Regions from separate parts of the Gasterosteus aculeatus genome. Here region 2 is linked to region 1. Evidence: chromatin contacts called from public Hi-C data. All regions are on one chromosome and are shown on one strand. The core of a region is the stretch at or near the end of the contact, and the rest is flanking DNA. Distances in the headings are between cores, read along the strand shown.

Region 1 (5,887 bases), core at 670-3,169:
ATGTCTGGCCTTTATATCTTTTCAAAAAAGCGATATAATTATGAGCATGGTGACTGTTGTGGTGATTAACAAAACAGTACAAACCCGCATCATTTTGTGAATTCGAGCTTTGCCACCAGGTCTGGAGACGTGTGTGTGCGAGTGATTCACGTTAGCACAAGCTCTGTCTCATTAGCACTAGCGCTTGGCAGGGTTATTAAAAAGGTATCGGCTGCTCTTCACTCACACTCACACTGGGCTTTGGTCGGTGACTAAAGCTGCCTCCAGATATGTTTGGAGGATTATTTTGACCATGTAAAGTCGTTAGAGTTTGAGAAATTGTATACTATAAGGAAAACATATTTATATTTGCTTAAAGCCCTGGTGCTAGCATACACAATCATCACCGTTTATCTTATTTGATGAGATGTCTGGTCAGTGATACATATGTATAGTAGAGTGATGCCATCTGTGGATCTGTTCTAAGGAAACATGAATATTCACGCAACACCTTTCATGAATTCCAGTCATTTACATAATCTGCGTACGGTGATGATTGCTACATAATTTTACAGATATTAATATTGTCATATTTGCATGTGAACAAACAGAAGCTGTCAATGTTATTTGAAAACGAGATGAGGCTGTTTTATTCATATTTACACAGTTATGTTTACTTTATTTCAGATAATTTAATTAAATGATGTACTTGGGTATCATTTTGTGTTTTTCCGCCATATATTTGGGGCTGTGATCAAAACCATGCGGTTTTCTGGTATTCATTAAAAATGTTGAATCTTTTCACACCTTTAGTGACTGTGATGTTGTGCATCATGTTGCTAAAAACTGTATTAAAGTATTACTTCCCATCCATTAACCAAACTCTCCAATCTACACTATTACTGACAATTTCTATGTGCATTTGTTCATGTCATTCATACCCTAAAACATAATAAAAGGATACTTTATTGCTGGATATAATATGTAAATATTGTAGGTATTATTAAAAACCTTTGGCTGTATGTCACCAACATGAAACAAGAATTTTGTAGGCTTAAATATTATAAATAAATTGCCTTCAAGTAACAAATTAACTGTGATACCACAATTTTCATTGTGGTATCAGTTCCAATGTTCACCCTGGAATATGTTGATGGGTCTTGATGAGTTTTGTTGAATATAGATTTTGATTTACTCGATTTTTGGCAGTTGATAACAGCACCATCTGCTGTGGACGCTTTGTCACTCCCACACAGGATCTGGAGGAGGAATTCATACGGACAATCTGTCGTTGCGACACACTGCACAAACCCCCAAGGTTTCATTCTGTCTATATTGCCTGTTTTTAAAAGAATAAAAAATTAGGAGCCAAACGTTTCAATTGCTTTTAATTGCAATGACAAATGGAAAACAATGTACAGAAGAGTGTTTGTTGTCCAAAGTAAAAGGCAAAAATTATTCTGTAGCTCAGGGGATAAACAAAAGTGTTAATTCATTAGTACTGAAATTAGCAACGCTGAAATTCTATTAGCACAGTGTAGAAAAAAAACACAGAAGACATTTTTAAACAGAGAATTAGATAATTTGATGAAGAGCACCTTTTCATCACCTTGTCTTACTGACAATATATGTAATAAAGCTTCTTTCAAAACCAGTTATACGTAACCAGTAAAAAGTGAATCCAGCTGAAACTGAAACAATGTTATTGTTGTGATCAAATGATTCTTAACACGGTGTTAAAGATTATTCAAAATATCTCACTATGTAATCATTTCAGTAATTAGAACTTAATAAAACAGCAGATGAAAACCATCCTCGGGCTAACTCTGTGTGCATCGTCCCTGCACAATAAACCAGTAAAACCAGTCAGTGGGCCTTCTTCTTGATGCGGAGCAGCTGGGAGGAGCTCTGCAGAGCCCAGAACAGCAGAGAGAGGGAGACAAAGGCCTGGACAACAGCGACAGAGAGAAAGGGTTAGCGGCAGACGGGTCACCGGGTCTTTCAAAGGGATCAACGCGGCCCACTTTCACTTTACGATCACGGAAAAAACGCAAATTGATCCAGTAACATTAACCATAAAACCACATTTTAAGTAAACATTTAATAGTTGATTATGTAGTTTTGTTGTAGTTGTTCTACTTAATCCTTCTTTTAGAACCTTTTTGATATTTTTTTTGACATTACTTAGACATACAATTATGACCGTATTAAATTTTACAACTTGTTTTGTGTTTATATTGTGCAACACGACAACAGAAATATTTAGCAATATAAATTAAACCCGGATTTTCGGTCAACTGGGGACCAGAATGAGCACATTCCAAATTGTAAATGTTACACGGATTTTCACAGCCCAAAGAGAAAACATGACATAAAACGTGCGAGCCGTATCATTTTCGACCTGTCAACGCGGACGCAAAACCCTGGTAAATCTGTAATTGAAAGAAAACAGTGAGAGACGTTGGCTCTGGGATGCTGTAGAAAGTGGGCTCAGGGGTTAAGGAGCGGGTCTTCTCTCGTGACGGGGTCGAAAGGGTCACTCCGAGAGAGACGAGGCGGGGGGGATCAGGGGGGCTACGCCTGACGCCGCCCTCTCCTCCACCCTCTCCTCCACCCTCTCCTCCACCCCGTGCGGCGCTTTGGCCCATAAACTGCTTCCTACATCGCAGCTCAGGCCAAAACCAGACCGCTGTCCATCACAGGCGGGACGGCCTGATGGGAAGAGAAAAAAGCAACGTTTCCTCCAGGACACGGCAGCTGTTCTCCTCAGAGAGAGAGAGAGAGAATGATGCAGAGCCCTTTCTGCTTTTTGACCTCGCAGTGCCTAAAAAACAGCCCCACGACTGTAAAAGGGCAACGGCTTGACTCTGGAAACAGAGCAACTAATGACGGCAGTTTCCTAGTGGGCCGGGTCCCATCTCCAGATCCAATCTCCACAATTAAAAATGTAATAGATTTTTTTTTTTTTAAATGTATCTTGATTTAATTGGAAAGTTACATTTATACTAACCCTCACTGTCTTAACGATCAGAAAATCTTGGGATTTTATGCTTTTATTTGACCTGAGAAGCCTGTACAACCCAGAAGAATTAAGTAGAGTTGAGCACAGTTGTTGCATTCGCAAACCTGCGGACAAAAGCCGCTTCGCAACCTGCTGCTCCCGATTAAATCCACTTAATACAATACAAGATGGCTGAAAGTATCGTTCAACTGCGAACCAACCCGATGGGAGATGACGGAGTGGGATCGGGAGGCTCGGCAGAACCTCGCAAATCACGTTTCAGTTGCAGCAGAGCGAAACGCGCCTGAAGTTTCTATCAAAGCCGCATGTCGAGGCAAAGGAAGGGCACCTATGTGACTCCCGTTGCCATCTCTCTCTCTCTCTGTGTTCCACCCCGCTATGCTACGTTTTAATGGACTCTGTAGGAAATCCATGTGGGACAGATTACATCGTGGAAGGAAGCGGGTTTGATCGTCTACAAATAAGCACCGTGGCCAGACAGCAGCGGCTCCATAAGTAGAGATCTCAGCAAATCCACGCACACTCACTTTGTTTTGGGCAGAATGTACTTTGTTAGGATTAGTAATACTAAAAGCCACGGACCGGTGACTTTTTTCTCTGCCTCTTTGCTCTGATTATTTCTCTTTTACGCTCTTTTACTGTGCAACACTTCTTCTGACCAACTTTGACATGGAGGCATAAGAGTTCACATGGGCCATTTAGCTCCACGGTCGCACTTATTGCCGGAAAAGAACGTAAATTTTGGACGATTCTGCAAGAGAATCAACGCTCTAAATATTAATGTTTAGCCTCTCAAACCAAAAAGAGAAAAGGAGGTTTTCCTTAAACAATCCCTTTACTGTAAAAAAAAACACAAATATCGGCCGATTTTCAAAAGAAGGCAAATGATGAAGTTTGTGAAAGGGTACAAACTTTGGTCTCCTAAATGAAAGTAGAAAACCGTCCATATCCAGACAAGTCAATGGAGACATTCTGAATACTGAACACTGGCCTGTCTATTGCCACACTTATTTCTTCTCAAATCCTGTTAAGGATGCATCTAATTCATTTCGTTGCGTAATATTTCAAAATGGTGAAAATCGAGCCAGCCTCGATGTAATAAAGCGTGTGTTTTAGGAGAGTGGGGTCACAGCAGGGCTGTAAACTTGTTGGACACAGTGTGCCGGTGTGAGTCCAGAGGGACGGACTGCCTTCTGCGGTGAGGTATCATCTCTTTTGCAAGACATGAAGACATATTAAAGTGAAGATAGAAAAAGAAAAATTCAATAAATAAGGATGTGGACACTTTCTACGTTTTTTCCACGCACAAAACATAGAAAGTGACAAATAATATTATATAATCAAAGCTCCATTGACAGAAAAAGTTATTTTACCTGGATCGTTCACTCAAACTCAATAGAAAATAAATAAAACTCATGTTTGTCCTCCGAGTGTTTCTACGATCAGCTGAAATAAACCCTCAAATCAGTTAGACGTGAAAAGAAACAACCGTTGTTTTACCCTAAAAGCTTATTTTACAATAACCGTTCCTTATACAGCACACTTCACCTTGTGCACAACAGAAAGTAAATAAAAGTCATTCCATACTTCCCTCAATCATCTTGAGTGTGATAGTTTGTAAACGTGTAATAGCTACAAAAATAGAAGTAACAAGAGTAATATTTCCACTGTAAATACAACCGAACTGACATCAAATGTGACACCAGAATAACACATACACAGAATGCGGGTAAAATAAACTAAGTGTCCTTAAAGTGTTAAACATGCTACATTTCCTAAATTAAAAATATGAGTTGAGAAACAACATAGCTGCTTCACCTAAAGAAAAAAAAGTCTGTTTTATAAAGCGGTGCTTTATTGTCCTAAGACGACGTGTCAACACGGTTCTAAATCCTCTACCTGACAACAGTGAAATTCTGGCTCCTCAAGGTTAAATATGAAAACCTTGAGTAACGTGCCATCTGCAGCTCCAACGGGAAAATATCTGCATTGACCTTGAGGGCAACAACGGTCACCTCTGGAGCCCTTCGGAGGGCTGAGGACGGGCGTAAAGCGGCGAGCAGATACTCCCCGCATGGCCGTGCTTCTGTCCTGCAGCCTGCAGCGGGTTAAACGTGGCAGAGCCTCGCTGTTCTGAAGCTGCAGCTGCACTCGTGATTGAAATGAAAACAAGGCAGAATGGCTGCTGTCAGACGTGTGATATACGACCTGTAATGGGACGTTTCCAGAGCGCCGTCTCCATATGGCTCCCTACAGCCCCCCAGATCTGGACCCAACGGTGTCGGAAAATAACTTTCAGTTTGAACCTGGCTGCAGGAGCGCAGTGGGCGGAGTACGGAGTCGGTGAAAATAAACCATATTTAACACATTTTCTATCCGGTTTGATTTAATGATCATTTAAGCTTTTTTTAAGTGAGAAAGCGACAAATAGCTCTGCTCTTTTATTTTTAAGAGAATCTGGCGGATCAGTAGCTCGTAGGGTCTATTATAGCAATTTCTTTTACGTAAAGAAATGCGTTGAAATCAGTTTAAACTGACTTACTTATCTTAATTAGATTCAGGTTTCAAGAAAAAGGATTTTGTTTTGAAGTTTTATTTAATCCTTGCTTTAAAAAAATTTATTTTAATCAAAATGAATACCACAACATATTCTGTGTGTTCAAACCGTAGAGGCACAGATAGCACTGTAACTTTACTTAAATCTTTCCAACAGATGCACATGAAACACACAGGTGTATCAGTACACACATCATATAAAACCCCTTTGAAAACACAAGTTAGTACACCTGCAGATATGCGCGCACACACACACACACACACACACACACACACACACACACACACACACACACACACACACACACACACACACACACACACACACAC
Region 2 (6,177 bases), core at 1,247-3,746, 41 kb after region 1:
AAGCGGGATTTGGAGGCTCGGTGTCCAAATGATTTAACAAAGGAGGGGAGGAAATGGGAGGTGGTGGGCTGGAGTGGACTCAATGTACTGTTGCAACATTTTGCATGCTTATAATGTAGTTGTATCAGACGTCTAGCACGGACAGTGCTATTAAAGTCAAAAGGAGGCCGCCTGGGCTCTCGAAAAGCTTCCTGTCTTACATAATCTGTTCAACTTTATTCCAACTATCACATCTTTAGTTCCTGCTAATTCAGTGAGTGAATTCACGCTCTCTCTTTTTACTATTTGGTGCCACAACCTATTTACAACACCCATTTCAGGCGGCGTTGCGATGTCTGTTGTTCTGCAGCAGCGGCAGCACCGTCAGGGTCAAAGCGGCAGGTGATGCGCCGCCGTGCACACAAAGAGGCCCATAAAAAGGAGTGCAGGGTCCCGCCACCCTCAAATGGACAGAGAGAACGGCGGGCGCACGTTCCCTGGAAAACTAAGAACCCTCGGCGATATCACGTTCCCTCTGCGAGGGCTCCGGCGACCCGAGACGGCGGTTTGTCACGGCGTGATTAATTATCACAGTGACCGCGCGTCATCCGGGAAGTGTCACCTATTTGAGTACAGTTTTTTTGGTTTATTATTAGTAAACAATTTACGTAATTGAGTAATATTAAGTAATATTAACAATATTAAGCTTAAAACATTGCTTCATAATTACAGCAGTTGATGACTTTTAAGGGATCGTGGTCACAAGAGACAAGTCACAAATTTCCCAAAACCCTTGAGTTGTACAGAACAGTCTGTTGACAATATGAATATTAATATAAATCCATTTCATGAATCTGACTTGTACATTAGGGTTTACTTCTGGTATGTAAATAGTTTATAATCCGTATTTACAAGGTGTTTTTAGGAATATTAAATAAATAAACGCATTCTGCTCAGATACTTGAAACCTGCCATCGTTTAATCATATTTCAGTGAAACCTGCCTGCGATTCATTTGATCCTCAACATTACAGAGGATAAAATCCTCTGTGTGCCGGGTGTTTAGCGAGGCCACACGGCGCCGGTGTAGTCTTTTACAATCTGTGACATTAATTCTTTACTGTGAAACTCACTTTGTGGCCTCTGAGGAGTGTCGCAACAAACCAGATGTGATTTCTTTTTTTTTTTTTAAACAAAACACGGCAGGAGTCAGATGTGCCCACGCGGGTTACGATGTGGCCTTCGGCTCCTCGCTGCAGCGGCTCGTCAGCCGACACCTACAAACTGCTTCTCACACCGTTCTCTTGTTTTCCTATCGGAGGAATCTCAACAGTAATGTGCTGTTAAAGGATTGAGTGTGTTATTCCTGTGCTCTGCACGGAATTTATTAAATTGACGATATTTATGCAACGGTGTTTATCTAACAATAAGGCTGATAAATGACTTGCTGGAAATGCCTTCAAAGAAGTTCTCGTAAAGTCTTTGGCGATGTGTCACAAGCGGCTTATTTATTCACAATGAATAAAGGAAAAATTACCAACGCGATAAAATCTGGGACCCCCCCCCTTACCTGAACTGTCGCTTTTCCTCTTGCCGTTCCTCTTCTCGGCCTCGGCAGGTGACAGAGTCTGTCTGCCAAAGTCTGCAGGCGCGCAGGAGGCCCCCGTAGGGGTGCTGCCGATGCCCAGACTCGGGGTGCTGGCGCACATGCTGGGCCCCCCCGGGTGTCCCAGGTCCGGGGGCGCCGGCCCGCTGTCGTGGGTCGAGTGGGAGTGCGGGTGGCAGAGGTTGTGGCGCATGTTCCCGCCAGGTGACGGCATCTGCGGGATGTGCCACGACGCGTGGTGCTGAGGCGGGTGGTGGTGGTGCTGCTGCGAGGGCAGGTGGCCGCGGTGAGGGTGGTGGTGGTGGTGGTGGTGGAGGTGGTGCTGCCCGGCAAACAGGCCGTCGTCCACCGGGTAGCTGGAGATGATGCAGGGAGAGGGCGAGGAAGTGGAGGAGGAGGATGAGGAGGAGGCCAGGTCGGGGTAGGAGACGTGGTCCGAGCGTCCGTGCAGAGTCAGGGGGGACTGGGTGAAGGCGGGGTGCAGGGCCTGGGCCGGCGCGTGGGGGCTCCGCAGGCACCCGAACAGTGTGTGATCCATCGCGTGCAAACACAAACGCACACGCGGGGCCCTCCGAGGAAAGGTGAGAAGGGCAAGTAAAAGAAGGTAAAGTTACTGAATCAAACCCAGAAGATAAAATCACAAGCACATATCCAAGATCCTTTGACTATCCCAAAAGTTTTTTTTTTTTCCTCCAGTTTAAAAAAAAAAAGGAAGTCTACTCTCGATTAGTCAGAGCAGAGAGCAAAGTGTGTTTTGTATATGGTGTCCTGTGGTAATCCGGAGCGCGCGGCCAGTTGCCAGGCTGTGCAGGATAAACAGTGAGCTGCAGAACAGCCTCTCGGATGTCTGGAGGAGCGGAGGGGACTGGAGCTCGAGGCGGGGAGCAGGAGGCGCTTCCCACTAGGAACTGCAGAACGAGGGGAGCCGGGCGGAGGGGATGATATAAATAGGGTGTAACGTGAGAGGGAGGCTGGGTCACAGGCTGCATACGCGCTACTGACCACATACATATGATCGCCCTCCAAAAAGCCCAGCGCAATAAATCTCTACTATTAAAAATGGCCGAGCCTCAGGAAAGAGGGCAATTTATTTTGGACTTGGACCTGACCTTTCTGGCCGTCTTTTTGCTCACTTTTCTGAAAGAAATGGTCGGTGGGTGGGGCTGGGGGGTGGAGGTGGAGGGAGAGACAGGGAGGCGAGGTGTCAGGGGTTAACTCAGTGTGTCGCCCCGTCTTTCTCAGCTTTGACCCTTTAAAACACTGTTGGTCTTGTGGAAGAAGCCTTCAAAGGCTTTCCTCTGCCCAGTGTTTGTTCCCCCTCTTACTCCCCGTATGTCTTTCTCCACACTACTTTTTAAAGGACACGCTTTATTCAAAAGTAATAACCAGTAACAGAAAAGAAAGAGTTTTGTTACGGTCCAGACAGAAATAAAGGTTAACATTTTATATCTATTACTAAATATAAAAAAAACAACCACAGTTCATTTTACTTTAGTGCAGTCAATCATTATATAGGAGCGGGTTTTTCTTCTACATATGATTTGTATCTCATTTTGAAATGAAACACCTCACGTCGTCAAATCAAAATACAAAACACACAGCAATACTGACACAGGTCTGACCTTTAATGTGGGGTCATGAAGTTGAAATAACAGCTTCGTATTTTTTTGTTGGCCTCTCAAACACCACGTTTGTTGGCTTTGAGATTACCATTAATTACTGTAGCAATGCAGAAACATTGTTTTTTTGCTGGTGCAAGGTGCTCGCAGACAGAAAAAATAAATATAAATATTGTTACCAGGAATAAAAAACCCTGAAAATGGTTTACGTCTTTGCATAAGATTTAAATATTTTAAACACCTAGAACCTCAGCACCAAACACGTTGTCATTCCTCACATTCATCATCTTGGTCATTAAAGGCCCTAAAAGTGGAGCAGGAAAAGAAATATGTCGGTAAACACCCAGCAGTGAAAGAAGAAAGCCCCCTTTGTCATTACTTCCCTAATCCTCTCTTACTTTTATTATTGTTATAATAAGCTCAAATAAAACCAAAGCAGAATTATTATCCCTTGAAATTTTTTATCTAACTTCTGATAAAACTCGTCTGAATGAATCCCGGTCTGAGGTTAAGTTATTTTTTTCCTTGCAGCTAAATTGCTTTACTTGTAGAATTTGTACAGATAACATGAATTAAAACACTGTAAATATGTTTTAGATTTTTATATCTACAATAAAGATGAATAATCCCGTTACACATGCACTTTCCCCGTTCTTCAAATCTCTGAAACTCTGAAAGCAACGATGTGACTTGTACTGTTTTAAATTCAGATTTAAAGTGCACACGGATTTAGAGTAAAATAATACATAAAACGTATTATAATTCTATAGCCGTTGCAGAGTTTTTGGTGGCTGCGGCAGGTCCTTTTAAATGTGGACCGTCACCCCAACCCCGGGGAACCGGGCGGACGACTCGCAGGCGGTGCCACAGGCGCTGTGGGCCGTCTGAGAAAGGAAATTAATTCCTCTTTGAGGGAAAATGACTTTAACAGATAGCACGGGGGAGGAAAGGCTGTAACTTTGCTGCTGTCACCCTCCACCCCCCAACACACGCACACACGCACACGCACACACACACAGTCACTCCAAAGCCTCCAAAGGCAGCAGAGGCAGCGCAGGAGAGGAAAGGCACCTTAGGTGAGTGAGTGTGAAACTCTTCTACTGTTTACCTTACAAATTAAGGCTATTAGCAGGTTGGGCTTTGTATGTGCAGAGGGCCCGGAGCAGGTAATAAGAAAGCACACGTGTTTTCCATCCTGGCGCAGGGATGGCCCGTGGGGGTGTTTTCAGTCAATAGTTTTTGGCCCTCGTGGGCTATTTGAGGCAAAATATCCTGCTGTGTGAAGAAGCGTGGCTTACACCGATAGTCGTGCCAATCTTGGGCTTTTATTGTGAAAATACACGCAGTTATTTTGAAGTTCCACATCAGGTATATCAATCAAAATGTCTTTTTTTGCACTTCAGGAATCAGGAAACATTTATTGCCAAAATATGTCAGACATACAAGGAATTTGTCTTGTATATATTTATATATATAAATATACACATACCTGTTTGTCTTTTTAGATCTTAGAAATTAGATCTTAGATCTGAACACAATTACCAAAATAATTAAAGATGTTATTATCGTGGCACTAATAGAAATGTTTTATAAATTAATTAATGCTATATGTCAAACTGACTTAAATTTGTTTTATTCATATGTCTCTTTTTTGGCAAATTAATTATTCTTAAAATACAATCAAGGAGAGGTGGAGACAGGCTGAAACTATTACTACTGATTATTTGCATGCCTTAATTGTACATGTATTGATATTCATCATGTCAATATCTTTTATATATCACAGTTATCGTCATAGCGGTATACCTTGATATCCCTGCAAAGAATACAAATAGATGACTAAATAAATAAGACGCTTTTCCAGTTTCATCAAATCTGAAATGTTGTGGAAAACACATTTTAATATACCTTAAACACGGGAACGTTTCATGTGACGAGAGTCCACTGGTCCAAACTGGTGAAGAGGCTGCAACAGCAAGAAAGTGTAATTATAAAAAAAGAAAGAGGTCAGTGGGGAGGGGGGGGGGGCGTCGCTTGTGTCCGTGTTTCTGATGGCGACGTTTCACCGCAGTAGACAGAAACCGAAGGTAGACCTGCCGCTCCACCTGTGGCTGTCAGTCACCCGGGCGGGGAGGATTACAGCAAACACAGCTCTCCCTGCGACCAAAACAAACACGCCGCTGCCCCGTCAGACCCCGTCTCATAACCGAGTCCCTCGCTGCCGGCTTTGGGTTCGGTTTTCCTCAGAGAAATAGTGGGAATCTGTTTTTGGAGGGCTGAGACGTGAGGATGTCTGCTGAGACGTTTCTGCCATAACATGTGTTGCAGGAGTCTTTAAAAGCTCCTGCAACACACTTTACTTAAAGCCCCTTTTATGTGCATTAACATGAACGTGAAAATATAAGATGTTAAAGTACATATAAAAGAAAAAGAAAATAATGGCTGACAACATGCAAAGTTACAGCTATAGTGACGATAGAAGGGTCCGAACAAAGTGTTACTCAGGCCAAGGTGTTAAAATACAAATACATTTATGAACATTCGTATTTGATAATTCAAGAGAAGGATTAATGACAATATCGATTAAGTAAATATTTAAGTCATGGATGAAGTGAATAGAGCCGAGTGTTAACGTTTCCTTCCCGATCTGCCTGTACTCACTTTAGTGTTATACGCTTTATAGCAGAAGGCTTTGATGCCTCTCACTATAATAAGGGCATTGAAAAGACCCAGCGTGTGTGTGTGTGTGCAATCATTAATAGACCTGTCCTTCCTTTTTTCCCCCTCTCTCTGCTAATATGGAAACATTTCACAGCGTATAACACTCACTGTGACATACAGAGCCAAGAAACGTACGATTAGAATTAGAAACCCGATATATGCCAAATGAAACAGTCAGCGCGATGACAAAGGGAAAGAAAACTGCACTTAAAGAAGAAGTATGACTTCTTACATATTCATATTCATCTTCCTT

Evidence for each region. A called contact is a pair of places that touch in the nucleus more often than the background predicts.
Region 2: a contact with region 1 is called in a Hi-C map of skeletal muscle, with 4 times the contacts expected there. The contact joins the promoter of meox2a here to the enhancer-like site in region 1. A contact is called at or near these places in 4 of 6 Hi-C or Micro-C datasets (skeletal muscle, tail fin and whole body).

Annotation. Positions count from the first base shown.
Region 1 is chr20:5,476,117-5,482,003 of fGasAcu3.hap1.1, forward strand. It overlaps agmo (alkylglycerol monooxygenase), which reads right to left. Exons shown (of 13, transcript XM_040166036.2): 13 at 1,351-1,926. The coding sequence ends at 1,846. Among protein-coding and RNA genes, the nearest start is that of dgkb, 8.6 kb to the left of the region's middle. Within about 2 kb of position 1,920, at least 7 of the 9 cell types and tissues checked have open chromatin away from gene starts, as enhancers often do.
Region 2 is chr20:5,516,771-5,522,947 of fGasAcu3.hap1.1, forward strand. It overlaps meox2a (mesenchyme homeobox 2a), which reads right to left and starts at 2,497. Exons shown (of 3, transcript XM_040165561.2): 1 at 1,549-2,497. The coding sequence starts at 2,122.